Linked DNA regions of Sus scrofa: regions 2 and 3 are each linked to region 1. A link is a contact called in public HiChIP or PLAC-seq and promoter capture Hi-C data. All regions are on one chromosome and are shown on one strand. Each heading gives the region's core, a stretch centred on a gene start, on an enhancer-like site or on the middle of the called end of the contact. The rest is flanking DNA. Distances are from core to core; before and after follow the strand shown. Region 1 holds the start of MOCS2 (molybdenum cofactor synthesis 2). Region 2 holds the start of NDUFS4 (NADH dehydrogenase [ubiquinone] iron-sulfur protein 4, mitochondrial). Region 3 holds the start of FST (follistatin).

Region 1 (2,575 bases), core at 54-2,553:
TTTAAATATTAGAACTTAACTTTTCAAAAGTAACTCCAGAAAAATACAACTAATGATCCTCTTGACATTAAGCATGGAAATCAAAATTTACTTTTATCATTTACTCACACATTTTTAAATTTTAAAAGTGCTAATCATATACATTCTATAAAATTTTAACTACCCAGGATGGCGAGTTTCTATCTCATTCCACAGCTGCAATGCTTTTATTTCTTGTGGCACAGAAATGGTCTCTGAGCGAATTCCTGCTATTTCAGCACTTTTTGCAAAATACAACACTTCAACCTGAAAAGAAAGAAAATATTTTTAACTATAACAACTCGTAGTTCTTTCCTAGCTGTCCATGACTGGTTTTTTCTGTTTGTTTGTTTTATTTACTACTTTAACCAAATAGACTTTATATAAGTTAGAGAAAATTAAGTGCCCACAAAAATTTCAGTATATCTACAAGTTCAAATTTTGAAAAATTTTTGTTTTTAGTAAAATTCTAATTTCCAGATGCTTTTTAGTTCTATAAATGTATGTGTGCCACAACTAAAATCCTAACAATATCTTCTTAGAAACCATGAAGTTAGGTCTTTAACTGACATAAAATTACAGCACCTTTTATAAATACTTAAGCAATGAACAAATGTCTGAGTCTAGATGAATTACACAAAATAAGTAACCAAATAAGTGCAAGATATATATTTCATGGTTGTCATGTGACCTTTGATTCCAGTCTACATTACACTGAACCCAGCTGTTCAGGATTAAGTTATGCAACATACAAACCCTGATATTTACAAAAGCAGATGGGTCTGAAATACAGGATTAACTGGTTATTTTCTAGGACAAACCTATGCAAGCAGCCTGATATATCTAAGGGATCCGACCACATAAAATAACCCACCTGTCACTCAGAGCAAATTATTCTCTACCAAATAATCAGAGGGTTGGCAAAAACACAGATTTCATCATAGAAGGCTTAGTTAAGTGCATTTCTTTTTTAATTGAAAATTCGATTTCTTAAAAACGAACAATCTGACAAGGAAGGGCAAAGATAGCTGGTGCCTTTAGAAACCAGCTGGTCTTCCACACCGTCACGCAACAAGAGTTCGCGCAATGGACTTGACCTTCCTTGAGAAGGCCAGAACAAAGCCTCTGAAGCCAGGAGGGGCCAGTGCGGCGGTGGCAGTCGCCGGGGTCTGGCTGAGCAGGGCCAGGTCTGTGGAGGGGAGGAGCAAGGAAAGACACTTCTCAAAGTGCTCTCCACCCTTACCTGGCACCGTGGCACCATTCCGCCAAGAAACCCTCGCCTGGTACCCTGGCCGCGGAGGCGGAGGCGCCTAGTCTACAGAGTGCGCAGGCGCAACCTGCTGACCCCTTCCGCTCTAGCAGGGCATGCGCAGAGCTAGCTCCGCCCCGCTGTCCTCCCCGTGGCGCTGGTGCCGCCGACCGCCCAGCGAAATGCTTGGTATCCGTTCTCTTGTGGATGGGCAGTGGTGCTGAGCGAAAGCTATGCGTGTCGCTAAGTGGGAAAAGAGCTGACAACTCATGCCTTTCTCATAGGACGAGAGTCCGAGGTGCGAGAGAGCAGCCCCCGAACTTTCGTAGATACCTGCTAAATGAGTTAAGCAAGTTCGGCTTTTCAGTTCACTCACCTGTAGGGTTCTGATGTTTTATATCTACTCTGCCTTCTGGTTTATGATTACTGTTTCATAAAGACTTAAAGCATTCAGCGTATCTTGACATTCGAACTGTATCAAATTTACACTTTTCCTGTTTACTAGCTGCTTAATTTGTCCGCACACTACATCTAACGTCTCCAACTTTTTACCAAGACCTCTTTTAAATTACGTAGTTATGTGGATATAAATTGGCGGCCCTTGGAGCTCACAGTTCTGGAGGTGAGATAGTCATAAGCCAGCGATGGTAACTCAGTACACCAAATGTAACACTAGGGGTACATGTTCGTGGAGGGGGAGAGTGAACCATCACCTGAGGAGTGTTCTCCAGCAAGTCCTCTTGGAGGGAAATGCTTGAGCTAAATCTGCTGTAATGAGCAGCAGCCAAGAGCAGAGTGGGAGAGGGAGGTACCCTGTACCAAGCCAGAGGCATATAAACTAGCATAATGAGGCAGGGTGGCGTGTAAGGAAGTAGTTGGATATGAGGCTGGAAATATCAAGTTGTAGCCCATGGCAGGAGAAATACCAACGTATATTCTGGAAAAAATTGCTAAACATCAAGAATAAAGACATGTTCACATCCAGGTAGTAAAACAAACGAATGTTAACACTGAGCTTAGACTTGTCTGAGACATCTTATGCCAGAGGATGGTGAGGTGCAATATCTAAAAAATGCTGAGCACAAACTCATGATCCAAAATATTACATACAGCCAAACTAGTGTTGATAAAGGCCAATGCTTGACACTCCTAAATCTGCAAAAGTTCAAAAAAATACAATAATGAAAAGCCCTTCTTTAAAAATCTCCCTGGGTAAAAATCCAGTCAATTGAGAGCGTTAATCAAACTTTAAAACTCAGTCCTAAGGAACTTAATGGTTAAAAAAAAAAAAAGCTGGAGGTGAGATTT
Region 2 (2,575 bases), core at 41-2,540, 410 kb after region 1:
ACACTAGCTCTCTGTACTGTTTTTTGCAACTTCCTATGAAATCTATTTCAAAATAAAATATTAAAAGAAAATTCCTTCTAAGCCATTTCATCCCTCATTTTTCTGTGCATTTCCTCTTTCCCTGGACATGGCTTTGCTTTCTTTCTCTTTGGTCTTAGATTCTATGGTGCTTAATTTCTTTCTTTCCCCTTTTTCCTTATGTATTGAGTTTTTTTTTTTTTTTTTAAATGGCCATAATGCAAAACCAAGTCATTCCCCATCCTCCTGTTAATCCTATTCTTTCAATAAAGGTTATGTTTTCATTTGCTTAATTTTAACAGTACCAATGTCCTAGTTTTTAAACAAAGCCTCAGAGTTCTCCTTGTGGCTCAGCAGGTTAAGGACCCAAAATTGTCTCTGTGTGGCTGCAGGTTCTATCTCTGACTTTGCTTAGTGGGTTAAGGATCTGAGGTTGTGGAGGCTTGGCATAGGCCTCAGCTGCAGTTCTGATTCCACCTCTATCCTGGGAACTTCCATAGGCCGCAGGTGCAGTGTGAAAAGAAAAACAAGTCTCAACTCCCACAAACTCACCTGCTTTTTGTTTTACAATCCACAGTTAATCATTGTTCTTAACAGTAGCTCACAATACAAACATATTTCCAACACTAACCTCAGAAAATAATTTTTTTTTTAATGTATGGTGACTGTGGATTTTGATCATACATTTAGGATTTACTGGGAAATGAGTGATAAAAATATTTCCATTAGTTTTTTTTTTTATATATACTGACACGTCAAAAAAAAAAAAAAATCCTTTGCCAGGTCGTGTGCCAGATTTTTCATTTGGAAAATATGATCATTACAACTATCAACTACTGAGCATCAAACTGAATACAGCTCTAACCTGGGGGCTTGCAAACTTAACCTGGCAACACTTTGGAAAAGTACTATTTTAGGTTCTCAAGAACCCAGTAAACCCTCTGGCTCTTCCAGAAGGCTCGGCCCTAAATATTCTGAGTCCTTTGAAAAAATTATGAGTTGCAGGTGTTTAAATTTTCAAGCGTCTTCTTTTGGTCTCTAAATTATCCAGTACATAACCAGCCCTAACAACAAGGATTTTACTTTATAGAGGTGATATTTACACTTAATGCACTTCTTCATTTTTTTTCCGCCCATTTGCCTTCTAATCGCTTTTAACCAGATCTTTCACCTCTTTTCCAAACTCCAGTATTTAGCGAAACACCAAGCAGGAATAAAATAAACCCAAAAAATCCCACTTGGTTGCATTACGGTTTCACCGACTTGAAAACGAAGGAAGTTTGTCCCTTGCGGTGATCCGTCCTGGTGTTTGCCTGCAGCAAGATGGCGGCGGTGTCAATGTCAGTGGCGCTGAAGCAAGCGTTGTGGGGGAGAAGGGCAGCGGCTGTAGGTGCCGTTTCTGTTTCCAAGGTTCCGACCAGGTAACAGGATTGTGAAACTTCTTCCAGCTTCTCGGGTCTCTCCAGTTTTGCGGAGGTCTCTGCTGGCTGGGTCCTGGAGAAGGCCTCGGGGAAAACGTCCTCTGCTGACCCTTTCCCTGGTAGAGCGCGTTTGGATTTGGGACAAGCTGCGATCTAGGGGCGCTTGACCTGGCGAGTGAGGGTGTAACTGCGAAGAGTAGGGGGAGGAGGACCTCTGCTTTCTGGGAAACTTTTGGATTGTTGCTGTGGGGATGGAATTGTCTCCGGAGCTGCAAGCTGAGCCCTAGCCCCCAGAGAAGGGGCGGAGTCTCACTCATTTTTCTCCCACTTTCCGCACGCCTCCATTTTTCACCTGTTTGCCCATCACTTCAGTTTTTACGGGAGGGTTAAATCACCCTCCCTTACACGCCTTTAAGTGGTATTGATTAGGTTTCTGAACTAAAGATTGCTTTATTTATCAGGCTACTTGGGAAGAAAACTTAGTTGGAATTCAACGTTAGTAAAACTATCGCTGCTATTACTGGAAGGTAATTTTTAAAAGGCTGAGAGGTTTCCCATTCAGAATTTTTAAAGGCCCCATCGTAATTCAGAGATTGTTGCTCATTTATTTGCCTTGAAGCATTTTGAAGGTGATTTCTTTTTCAACTGCATTACTTAATCCTTTATTTCCTTATTTTCCTAACTTTTCTGTCTTTATTATAGTACCTACACAGCAGCGTGTGCGCCGTTGCGCGCACGTACACACACACATTCTAGCAGTTTTATTTGCGAAGAATTATTTTTTCATTGCTGCTTTTACAGCTTAAAAGTATAAATATAAACCAAGGTTTATAGTGCACCTTTTCCGCATATGTGCTTAGAACAGCGATGGACTGCGTGGACAGCTGTGAAGGGAGGGATGGGAGTGGTTAAATGTTGCAAAGAGGGTCCAGTGAAATGCTAGTTAGTTTAGTGTTATGTTAACTGTAGAGGTAATACAGAAAGGACTAGAGAGTTAATTACAGAGGATTTTTGGAGGTAAGTTTCATTAGCGTTTTAAATAGTGGAAGATGGGTGGGAAAAATGATGTCCTGGATGGGATCAGTGGTTTATGAATAAAGTCTTGCAGGCAGTAATAGAGATATACATACTATAGG
Region 3 (2,575 bases), core at 55-2,554, 340 kb after region 1:
ATAAATGAGAGACCCGCCAACTTTCAGCGAAGAATGCCAGCCACTGTGCTTAATAAACTGAGGCTACAGAAGTTCATTATCGATGTTGCAATCTTTTTTATTCCGCGAACCGAGAGAGACAGAGAGAGAGAGAGAGGCCGAGAAGGAGACTGGGAGACAGACCGAGACATACAGGACAGAAACTGGGGAGTCTCGGAGCCGGGGCGGGGGGTGGGGGGGAGCAGCAGACCGCCTACGTCGGCGCCCCAGCTCCGGGCTCCAACTCCATACGCGGCGGAGTGAAAGGGTAGAAAAGAAATGGAGAGGGTGAGACTGAGACTGGGGGGAGACCGGGCCTGAGGTGTTAAACATTTTTGTTTGCTTCTGACTCGTCGAGACCGAGGGCTGCGTCTCGGCGGGCTCAGCCGGGGTGGAAGGTGCCGGGGCTGGGATTCCCAGCCACAACTCTGGCTCGAGGTGGCCGAAGAACTCGGCACGCGCAGACCCAGACACAAAACATCGCGGTGTCCCGCGCTAGGTTACAGGGGCCTAAACACCAGCGACAGACCCGGAGTGGGGTGTTTCAGCAGCTCGGGGATCGCCGGGCATTTGCAAAAGTCTTCTTGGAGCGGAGCGGCGATGCGAAGACCAATTCCCGCCCCGCTCTGCTCCGCCAGCCGCCACCCCCAGCCCACCATGCCCCCCCCCAACGCACACACTCACACACCACCATGAACGAACACACACACACACACACACACACACACACGCCGTCCCAGGCGCGCCGGCGCTGCCTGCGAGCGGCGGCGTGCAGGACTTGAAGTGGGTGTTCTTCCCCACTCCCCACCCCCGAAGCGTCGCCCTCACCCCCCTCCCGTCCCGGTCGCCTGCCCCCTCCCTCTCGCTCCTACGCAAATAAGAACTCGGCGATACCCTCCTGCCGCTTTGATTTCGGGCACCTCCACCAGATAATTGGGAAGGGTTTCCAGAAGGTGGGAAATGTCACCTGATTCACACTGAACTTTTAAAAGCTCCCCACCCCCAAGGAGCCGCGCACACCCTCGCTCGAGGCCGCCCTCCCACTGCCCCACACACTGGGAGACCGCCCACCGCAAACCGCGGAGACCCCCGTCTAGATTTAAAGCGCGGCTGCGCCCGGCTTCTGACGTCCATTGAATCGCGCGGGCGGCCGGCGGCGAGCGCGGGGTTGCGCCGGGATCGCTGCGCCCTCCGCCGCTCGCCTCTGCGACGCGCGCCGCTCGCCGGAACCACTCGCCGCCGCGCCTGCTCCCCGCACCGTCGCGCTCCTCGTCCCGCGCCTGACCCCAGAATGGTCCGTCCCAAGCACCAGCCCGGCGGGCTATGCCTCCTGCTGCTGCTGCTCTGCCAGTTCATGGAGGACCGCAGCGCCCAGGGTAAGAGAAGGGGGATGCGCTGGGAGGCTCGGCAGGCGACAGGGGTTTGTACTTTTCAGTCGTCTCCACTGGGTCTGTTCTGAGCCGCGCTGCTCTTAGATGTTGGACCAACTTAGGAAGTCCGGGATGGAGAGGAGTGGGAAAATTGAAGGCAGTGACACTTTAGGACTGGGAGCCGAGTTTGGAGCGGGGCGATCCTTTAAAAGGAAAGGGAGTGAGCTGGAGTCTGTCTCAGTAGTTAGGGTTAGATGCTCCAAGTTCTGGACATAATGAGTTTAGATGTTATCTCCCCTGTTTGGCTCTGAAGAAGGGGAAAAGCATCAGTAGCCTGGAGATTTCTGTCGACCCACTTACAGTCTACCTCTCTACCTCCTACATCTTTTGGATACTTTAAAAAATGACTGCATTGGGGAGGGGGATACTGAAATTTCTTCGGTGGCTGAGGGACGTGGTTTCAGAAACTTTGCCCAAACTTGGAAATGTGGGTGCCGAAAATTTTAGAGGGAAGTAGCTTTCTGCCTAGTGGATGCTTCTTCCAACACCCTCCCCCAAACCCGCAAAAAAAAAAAAAAAAAAAAAAATACCCCTGACTGTTTTCAGTAGTTTACAATTTTTTTTCTTTGCCTCATTCCTCATGTTAACTTTCTGTAGAACAGTGAAAAGCCCACAATTGATTTAAATTCTGAGATGCAGTAAGAGCAAAGTATTTTTTTAATTAGATTTATTTATTTCTGCTAGTCTTTGGGCAGACTTTTTTAAAATCATAAAAGCAGCTTGCTGTTCAATATATTGTTAAGATTATAGGGATGATTCCCGAGAGGTCTTTCTGACCAAATCCGAACATTAAAAAGGAGGAGGGGGGGGGGAATTACTTGCAAAGATTTCTTGGTAGGTATGAGATATGTATTACCATGAGACGGTGGAAGCCCCTCCCCCCTTTATTATTATTATTTACTTGGTTGGTTGGGTTTTTTCCCCCTACACTCTTCTTGAGACGGACTTGTAACTTTCCTGGCTTTAGCATTAACATTTTATGTGTGTTGTAAACTGGCCACCGGGCACTGCCCCTCGCGGTCTGCAACGCACCACTCTGAGTTGCCCGCCTTTCGGGGCGAGGCGCTGCCTAGGTGCCGGGGACGTGGGCGCCGGGGAAAGCAGCCCTCGGAGATTTCGAAAGATCG

Evidence for each region. Promoter capture Hi-C pulls out the DNA fragments that hold promoters and counts their contacts. HiChIP or PLAC-seq counts read pairs in DNA pulled down with a chosen protein or histone mark.
Region 2: a contact with region 1 is called in an H3K27ac HiChIP or PLAC-seq map of alveolar macrophages. The contact joins the promoter of NDUFS4 here to the promoter of MOCS2 in region 1. A contact is called at or near these places in 2 of 5 promoter capture datasets (fetal liver and liver), 1 of 47 Hi-C or Micro-C datasets (skeletal muscle) and 2 of 2 datasets of contacts at active chromatin or transcription factors (alveolar macrophages and skeletal muscle).
Region 3: a promoter capture Hi-C map of fetal skeletal muscle shows a contact between it and region 1, with 4 times the contacts expected there. The contact joins the promoter of FST here to the promoter of MOCS2 in region 1. A contact is called at or near these places in 2 of 5 promoter capture datasets (fetal skeletal muscle and liver), 9 of 47 Hi-C or Micro-C datasets (embryonic fibroblasts, epiblast stem cells, fetal skeletal muscle and 5 more) and 1 of 2 datasets of contacts at active chromatin or transcription factors (skeletal muscle).

Annotation. Positions count from the first base shown.
Region 1 is chr16:32,460,988-32,463,562 of Sscrofa11.1, forward strand. It overlaps MOCS2 (molybdenum cofactor synthesis 2), which reads right to left and starts at 1,304. Exons shown (of 7, transcript NM_001244725.1): 1 at 1,262-1,304; 2 at 164-285.
Region 2 is chr16:32,873,128-32,875,702 of Sscrofa11.1, forward strand. NDUFS4 (NADH dehydrogenase [ubiquinone] iron-sulfur protein 4, mitochondrial) reads left to right here and starts at 1,291. Exons shown (of 6, transcript XM_021077055.1): 1 at 1,291-1,439. The coding sequence starts at 1,342.
Region 3 is chr16:32,805,037-32,807,611 of Sscrofa11.1, forward strand. FST (follistatin) reads left to right here and starts at 1,305. Exons shown (of 7, transcript NM_001003662.1): 1 at 1,305-1,394. The coding sequence starts at 1,310.